Regions from separate parts of the Sus scrofa genome. Here region 2 is linked to region 1. The links are chromatin contacts, called in public HiChIP or PLAC-seq maps. All regions are on one chromosome and are shown on one strand. The core of a region is the stretch at or near the end of the contact, and the rest is flanking DNA. Distances in the headings are between cores, read along the strand shown.

Region 1 (4,367 bases), core at 610-3,109:
TAGCAGACTGCTGTTTAACAAGTCCTCCAGGTGATTCTGGTGCAAATCAAAGTTTGAGAACAACCGCATTAAGGAATTCAGGTCTTCCTTTATCTTCTACACATTTGATAATCCAGTACACAGTGCTTACTCTGTGCCAGTCATCAGCCTAAAAGTTCCACAAAACATTAACTCACATGAGAAAACAACCCTTAAAAGTAGGAACTCTATTATACAGATGAAACTTCAGCACAGAGAGAGGTTAAGTTGTCGAAGCTAGGTGGTGGAACTAGAATTCAAACTTATTTTTAAATTGACATAAGTAAGTCTGTCCTCTTCATGCCCCTCCTCTTGCTGATCAAGTCCGCAGTCCTACTCCTTTATCTCGGCTACTCCTTTTCCCATTCAAATCTCCCATCCTGCCAACGTCCTTATTTTCTAGCATTATTGCTGTCGTCCTAAAACAAATTTCTAAAGCAATGGAATGCGAGTCACAACCTTGCTCTTAAAACACTTTCTCTGATCCTAGATGGCATCTTAGTATTGTGAAGCTGAAACTTCTATTTCTTAGGTCCTTACAACCTATTAAGGGCCCTATGTTAATTTCTCATATCTACGGTTCTGGCCAGTTTCCACAAGACCACGCTTCCTGGGCAACTTTCTGGCTCCTTCCTACTACGCCCTATCTTCTACTCCCTTCCTACAAGGAAACTACTTTTCCCCGCCTACCCGTATCATTTTCCTTGATTTAACTCCAGCTGAGAGAACTTCCACTCCTCAGCTAGACCCCTCACCCTGACGTCAAACCCAAGCTACCCCCATGAGGATTTTTTTTCCCCTGATCTCTTGTGGATCCTCAGACCCAGGAGTTCCCAGTCTGATCTAGGATCTTCCATCCCAGACCAGCGGTGGGGGGCAGGGCGCTCCGGTTCCTAACTTGTTCAAGATCTCCATGGGTCAGACCCTCCGAAGATCCGTAACAGTCCAAGAGCGCTTCTCCCTCGGACAGCCGCCCTTCTCAGGAGGGTGCTCAGCCCCCTCCCTGTCTTTCCTAGACGCCCTTTCTCCGACCCCGGCTGCTCCCAGTACCCTGGACCCCGACCTCCCTCGGTCTCTCTTCTCTCTCGAACCCAAGCCACTCCCAGTCTACGGCCCCCCGAGCCCCTCCCCGGCTTTCTCCGCTCGGGCCGCTCCCGGGATTCCCTGTTTCCACTTTTTCCTCGCTCCGAAGCTGTCCTGGGTATTCCCGAGTCACCCTGCCCTCGGACCAAGTCGTAACCCGCCATCCCCTCTCTAGGAGCCCAGTCGCTCCCGTCTCCCTACGGACCTACCCCTCACACACCCGCAGCCAGTCAGTGCCCCAGACCCGAGCGGCTGGCTGGGCGTCCCAAGGAAGCTCCCGGCCCAACTCGCTTGAGTCCGGCCCCAGCCTACCTTGCCAGCGCGAACTCCGCCGCCGGGAGCCGGGCGGTTCTCGCACTAGCCCAGTCAGCGCGAACTCGCGGCCACCGCCCCCGCCCTGGCCCCGGCCCGGGCCCGACCCGGCCTGCAGCCCAGGCCCCCTTCCGCAGGCCTCCGCCTCCGGATGACCGAGCTGGAGTTTTCGCTCGGAGATGGCCCTCAGCCTTCAGGCCCGCGTTACAGGCACTCACCTGCCGCTATCCTCGACCAACTCCAGCGCCACTGCCTCTACCTCGGCCGCCGGCAGCCACCAAGCGCCACCACCTCCCCCATGACAACAGGCCCACCCCGTTTCACACTTCCTACCTCTCCATTGGATAGTGGTGATACAGCTCTCTGCTCTTATTGGCTTAGTTTACCCGTCCGTCATAGCTTCCTTACCGCCCCTTTTCCTGGACCCGGTATTAGCCCCCTCCCGGACCTGGACCGTCCCAAGCCCAGCTTTAGTTGTAATTGGTTGACGGTTGGGCAGTTCGAAATCCTGATAGGCTGCAGAAAGTGTCTATTAAATCAACCTGCAAGGGATGTGGCGGCGACTGTTGGTTCGAGCTTGGGCAGTTTGGTTGCGCAGTAGAAAGCAAGGAAGGGGCAGGCGCTTATTGTCGGAGGGGAAAGGTTAACTCTTTGTTGTAAAATTGACTCTGTAAACATCCCTTTCTCCAACTTCCTCTCTGTAAGGAGAAACTTACCACTGCCTGCTCACCCAGAGGGCAGTACTTACCAACAGCAACATCAGAGTTGGCGTTTAAAGACTCATTAGCGGCTTCTTGAAAGAAAAGCACGTAGATGAAAATTTCCTCCTCTTCGCTTGAAGTCCTAAGGTGCTCAGTTACCTTAAAGTTCATCTCCATGCTAAAGGGCAAAGAACCACCACTGAAGTTAGTCCACTTTGGTTGCAGTTATAAACGTCGTTAATGAATTGAAGTGGTATGTTGAGAGTTCTGCAGCTTTCAGACGCAGCGCTGGATGTCTCCTGCAAGGGACCAGGCAACCATCAGCAAGTTTGGACTATATGGGCCACATTTTACCCTTGTGATGCTCTGAAAAGGAGAATTCAGCTCCCCGTAACTTGCTTTCTATGCTCAGCAGTTCTTAAATAGCCCTACTAGATGTGTGTCAGATACTTTAAAAGCTTGTCTTTTTTTCTGAACCTCTCTTCCCAGCAGTCTAAATTAAGACCATTGAATGAATTGCAGTTCTTTTCTCACATGGCACAATGTACAAGAATAAATGATTGCATTTTTTATTCATTTGGGTACAAATCACAGTAGGCACTTTTGAGAAATCTGGTGTTGCTATAAAAACTCTTGTACTCCTAGAAATATATCCACCATTAGCTTTTTGCTTTTCTTTTTCATTTCTGCCCACTCTGCCTGTTCATAAATAACAAAATGCTCACCTAATTACCCTTTCAGTTTCTAAATCAGATTTAAATGTACCCTCCTCACAATTCCACCTATAACATAAACCCCATGGGTCATGAAACATACTCAAGGATGGACTGGAACAGGTTGAGGATGTACTTCCCTCTTAAACAGCACTTTATGGTTGGGGACTTGCTGTGGAACCAAGAATCTGGACTTTGCTCCTTACTTCTTCCTGCTAACTCTTTGTTCCATATTTCTTCTATTTACCCTTCTTTCCTTTGCCAGCAAGCAATAAGAAGTCTAAAACTGCATGGTTTGTTATCTCCCTCAAAATTGTCTATTTTCTAACATATATTTTTAGTCACGTTTAAATAAACTACATACTTCCATCACCAAACTAAGAGGAAATTATTCCTCCAGCAACTCTACGTAACAATAAGATGTCTTTTCCTAGTTATTTTCCGGAACTTTCCTCCCCCTTCTCTCATCTTCACCTTCCAATTTAGAAATAACCTCCCCTTCAATTCAATGACTCATAAAAAGCCTGTAAAAGGAAAGTGGAAAAGCCAAAATAACTTTAGTGATGTCTGAATCACCCAGTTGAGGGAAAGATCACACATTGACCAGGATAAGATGGAGTCCAAGGCTTAACAAAAGCCTGAACTAACATCCCATAATAAAAGAAGTAACATGTAAATGTGAAGATGCTCCAGTAAGAAGGAGATATCGGTATGTCCCTTACACAGCTTTTTAATGTATTACCAGCAGCTTTCTTCTCTCTAGTCTTGGCAGTGTGCCCTACCTACCTACCAATTTTAGGGCAAGTTGAAGGCAATTAATGTTCTGGCAGATAGGAAACAATAACGTCATAGGAGGGCATGGCCATTATTATGGTACTTTGGGTAATAATGGCTCTTGCACAGCCGTGGTGACTATGTGCCATAGAGAACATAGAATTAGGCCAGCCTCACTAAGAGGACTTGCCATCTAAGTTCAGGAACTCAACAAAATTACTATAACAAAACTAGGAAAGTTGCCACAAAGGTCAGCTATTCCTTCTATTTCATACGCTAAAAAAGAAAAAAAACTATTCATAAATGTTTTTGCTCATACATGTTTATACACTTATACCACACCCATTCCTGGTGAAAAATCAGTTAAGAAAAATGTAAAATACACACATACAATCCAATAAGAAGAGAGAAAACCTTAAAGAAGGAAGGTTTTGTGTTTTTTTGTTGTTTTTTTGTTTGTCATTTTAGGGCTACACCTGCGTATATGGAGGTTCCCAGGCTAGGGGTCAAATCAGAGCTGCAGCTACTGACCTACACCACAGCCACAGCAATGCCAGATCCTTAACCTACTGAGCAGGGCCAGGGATCAAACCTGCATCCTCGTGGACACTAGTCAGATTCATTTCCAGTGAGCCATGATGGGAACTCCAAGAAGGAGGGTTTTCAGGAATGTTCTTTGATCCAAGAGAAGGGCTACTATGTTATTGGCGCCCATGCAGTACCGCTTATACGCTACATTTTGATTTTGCTTGCATAAGGTAAACTT
Region 2 (4,367 bases), core at 552-3,051, 580 kb after region 1:
CTCAGGCAGGCAGCTCCTGTAGCTCTATCTACTGTCTGCCCTTAGGCTGGCTTCAGAGAGGACCTGGTCCCTCCACCTCCACTCCCAGCCCCACCTCTGAGGGCAGAACTGAGTCACACTAAGGTGATTTTGGAGTGGGAACTTAGAACGTTACACCTGTTTTCCTTGGCTTTTATTTTCTGCCACTTGTTTCAGAGGTGTTTAGTCCTTTGCATGTGCTTGGAACAAACCGGGTAGCATTAACTATGTGTCCTTATTCACCGCCAACATAAACACTAACTTGGCTGAGCAAAAGTTAAACTCAAAGTCTCAGCAAGCCAAGAGGACAGCCTAGCTTGTGGAAAATACAGAACCACGGAGTTCCCGTCGTGGCTCAGTGGTTAATGAATCCGACTAGGAACCATGAGGTTGTGGGTTTGATCCCTGGCCTTGCTCAGTGGGTTAAGGATCCGGCGTGGCCGTGAGCTGTGGTGTAGGTCGCAGAGGGGGCTCGGATCTAGCGTTGCTGTGGCTCTGGCGTAGGGCGGCGAAGACCGCTCCGATTAGACCCCCAGCCTGGGAACCTCCATATGCCGCGGGTGCGGCCCCAGAAAAGGCAAAAAGACAAAAAAAAGAAAAGAAAAAAAGAAAATACAGAGCCAAAGCTGGGGAAGATAGCTCAGCAAATGGCTGCTTTGAGGGAAAGCTTAGTGTGCACTTCTAGAAGGAGACTCAAAGTTCACTCACTGACCCTCACCCCTCAAGTCCTTCCTCCTCCTCCCCTCCGCCCACGCCTTTACCTCGGGTTATAGAGTGAAGTAGGGTTGGGGAAGGGAACAATTTGGACGCTCCCAGAGAATGCCAAGAAAGGCGACCAGAAAAGGAGCTTCTGGAGCAGAGAGGTGGTTGGTGCAGAGGTGAAAGGGAAAGACGGTGGGCAGACCTACAGAGGTGAGGGCAGGGACCGGGCACGGCTGGAGGAGGAGAATGGTCTAAAGCCTGAAAGGGGTAGGCTCAAGAATAAAAAGGCCACGGGTAATAGTCCAGGGCTGGATCCAACGCAAGTGGATACCGAGTGAGATGTGGGACAGGGCCGCTCAGGTCCGATGGGAATAGGAGGGTCGGCCAAGGGGGGGTTGGTTCACAAAGCGGATGGAAAGGACTGAATTCCTAGTTTCATGAACCCTTGGCGCCACCCTCACTCGCCTGCAGGATCCGGGCCCGCACTGCCGCCGCAGCCAGCACCGCCGCCATGGTTCTCGGTTGCCTCTTCTCAGCCCCCCACGCCTTTCTGTGAGACTGTCCAGAAACACTACTGCTGCTAGGCCTTGCCCCTCCATCCTGCCGAACCTCTTCATTGGTGGAGAGGACTATTTCCCCTAGCCAATCACACGCCTTAACACTGACTCCACGCCCTCAGTGCCCAGTTCTGGGCGTATGCGATTGGTCAGAAGTGATAGAGCTCTCGCCTCCTCCCGCCTCAACAAATTCTGCTGGCGGAGGTGGGGAAGACGCCCCTGACTTGGATACTCTATATTGAGAGCACGAGGAAGACGCCCCCGAATTCGGAACTCCGATTGGCCACAGGCATGGCCGCAGCCCCACCCACTCACTGAGGAAAGTAAATAGGACTCTGCAAGAATTTTCAGCAGCGCCAGCACATCCACAGCGCGAGGGGGTGTGGCTAGCCCTGGGGGCGGGGCTACGGAAGATTACCCTATGGGGCGGGGAAACGAGACAGGACAGAGGGTTGGGGAATAGGGTTTCTCTCTGGGGGCGTGGCTTATGGACCCTAGCTTTCCCGCCGACGGTTGGCAACGTCACGTGACATGGGTTGGAAGATGGCGTCTCCCACAGACGGTAAGAGCCGGCTTATAGACCCTTCGCTTGCGACCTCCTTCTCTGTTCTCCTGGGAACTTACAGATGCTCAGAGAGAATCTCTCCGTCTGCCCCTCTAACTTACACCTTTTTCGTGGCCTTCTCGCCTTTCCCTTTTACTTTCCCACGGTATGTGGGTGCGTCTTCAGCTCGCTGGTTCTTCACAGAGGCTCCGGAGGTGCCCAGTTTCTTTGCAGTGTGCCAGGCGGATGGAGTAGGGCACCCGATTGGGACCCATTCCGGGCAAAACAAGGAGGGCCTCTCTGGTCCTCCTTTAGCCGCATTTGAGTGAGGCTGAGGGCCAAGGAGGAGATACTGCTGGGGTAAAGGAGGTGTCTCAGTGTAGCTTTCTCTTTCTCAGGGCGCCCCTTTGAAGGTTCGATTCTCTTTGAGCATCTGGAACGATTCTCTCACGCTAGCTAGGGTTGGTGGCAGACCTAATCTCGGGATTGAACCGCAAGGAAAATGTGATTCTCTCCTCCCTCCTCGGATTGGGACCGTTGTTCTGGCAGCAAGGGAAGCAGGAGACCCCTCTTGGTCCCTCTCAGTGAGAGTCCCTAGGAAAATGACAATTGAGCTTTTTAGTGTAGTCATGCACATTCATTCACTCAGCGTCTTTCTTCTATGTTATGTGTTGTTTCCTAAGGCTGAGTGAATGAATGATTTCTGCTTATATGTTGTATAAGAAGCAAGTCATCTGAGGTAGCAATTAAGTGGTTTTGGTATATCCACAGGGTTTTGCGCTCCGTTCTGCTTTAGGGTTAGGGTCTTGCAGTCATTTCTAAGCTCAGTTTTTGCCTCGACAAAATGCTTGCAGTCGTTTCTAAACTCAGTTTTGCATCTCCACGTCCATTTCACTTATACTTAGTTTTCTCTCAAACAAAGGAATTTTGTGTATGGAAGGAATCTTGGAAGTTCATTTCAAGAATGAGGAAGTTGAGGCCTGGAAAGCTATGCTGAGATCCACTATTCGAAAGGCATTATTATTCTAATTGCTTTGGGAGAGGAAAAGATTAATCAAACATGTAATATTTTTTCAGTTTCATTTAAATGTCACCTCCCAAAAAGGCTTTCCCAGAACACTGTATCTGTTTCTGGAGTTGCCTCACTTCACCATTATTCTATCTCAGTACCCTCATCCACAGCATAGTTATTCTGTTAACTTTGCCCCTTTCACACTAGCTTGTAAATTCCAAGACTGTCATGTTCATAGTTGGATCCCAGGGCTTAGCACAGTACCTGGCAGGAAGTAGGTCTTCAATTCACATTTATTGAATGAATGATTAGATATATACATAAATAATGTATTACTTAGTCTTAAGTTTTAACTGAGTGTTAAGTTTTTTGAGCATGGGTACGTACTGCAGAGGAAATTATGGGTGTAAAGAGTCAAAAGAGGAGTTACCATTGTGGCTCAGTGGTTAACGAATCCGACTAGGAACCATGAGGTTGCAGGTCCTATCCCTGGCCTTGCTCAGTGGATTAAGGATCCGGCGTTGCCGTGAGCTGTGGTGTGGGTCGCAGACACGGCTGGGATCCTGAGTTGTTGAGGCTCTGGCGTAGGCTGGCAGCTACAGCTCTGATTAGACCCCTAGCCTGGAAACCTCCATATGCCGCGGGAGCGGCCCAAGAAATGGCAAAAATATAGGAGAAAAAAAAAAAGAGTCAAAAGAGATTCTTCTGCCTGGGTGCTCTCTTGTTAAAATGTGCTTTTTTTTTTTTTGCCTGGAAAAAAAGGACATTTAAAAAGTTAACCAAGGGTATGAGGAGCTACTGTTTAATGGGTATAGACTTTTAGTTTGGGAAAGTGAAAAGGTTCTGGTAATGGATAGTGATGATGGTTACCCAACAGTGTGAATGTACTTAATGCCTCTGAACTGTACACTTAAAACTGGTTAAAATGGTAAATTTTATGTTGTGTATATCTTATCACAATTTTAAAAAACCAGCCAAGGGAGAGAAGTAGAAGTAATTGCTATTTAAAAATTTTAGTTTATTACTAAGTTGTGTATACATATATATTTTTTTGTTTCTTTTTAGAGCTACACCTGCGGCATATGGAGTTTCCCAGGCTAGGGGTCTCCCAGTCTAGGGACTGAATCAGAGCTGTAGCTGCTTAACCCACTGAGTGAGGCCAGGGGTGGAACCTGTGTCCTCATGGATACTAGTCGGATTCATTAATCGCTGAGCCACGACAGGAACACCAAAGTTGTTTTTATATTTTTAAGTTTTGTTCCTCATGTTTGATTTTACCCCATCTTCTCTCAATTTCTTTTCCTTTCTTTGGCCAGGGAGAATATTGGAAGTGTATTTTTCCCCTTTGGTGTTCTAGCCATCTCCACTGACACTCTATTTGCACATTTAATTTTTAAAAGTTTCATGCTCATCTTTTACAGAGCTTCACCCTTCTCTTAATCTTTTTAACATGGCAAAATCAAGTTGAACACTTTGAACTTAAATAAGTATCTCATCCTAAGATATTCCACTGCCTAGCTCTCTCACTTCTATT

What was found. HiChIP or PLAC-seq counts read pairs in DNA pulled down with a chosen protein or histone mark.
Region 2: a contact with region 1 is called in an H3K27ac HiChIP or PLAC-seq map of skeletal muscle, with 4 times the contacts expected there. The contact joins the promoter of LIN52 here to the promoter of NUMB in region 1. A contact is called at or near these places in 1 of 5 promoter capture datasets (fetal liver) and 2 of 2 datasets of contacts at active chromatin or transcription factors (alveolar macrophages and skeletal muscle).

The regions. Positions count from the first base shown.
Region 1 is chr7:96,796,831-96,801,197 of Sscrofa11.1, forward strand. NUMB (protein numb homolog) reads right to left here and starts at 1,860. Exons shown (of 9, transcript XM_021099490.1): 1 at 1,632-1,860.
Region 2 is chr7:97,380,549-97,384,915 of Sscrofa11.1, forward strand. LIN52 (lin-52 DREAM MuvB core complex component) reads left to right here and starts at 1,802. Exons shown (of 6, transcript NM_001185836.1): 1 at 1,802-1,839. The coding sequence starts at 1,809. ALDH6A1 (methylmalonate-semialdehyde dehydrogenase [acylating], mitochondrial) reads right to left here and starts at 1,337. Exons shown (of 12, transcript XM_005656399.3): 1 at 1,186-1,337. The coding sequence starts at 1,233.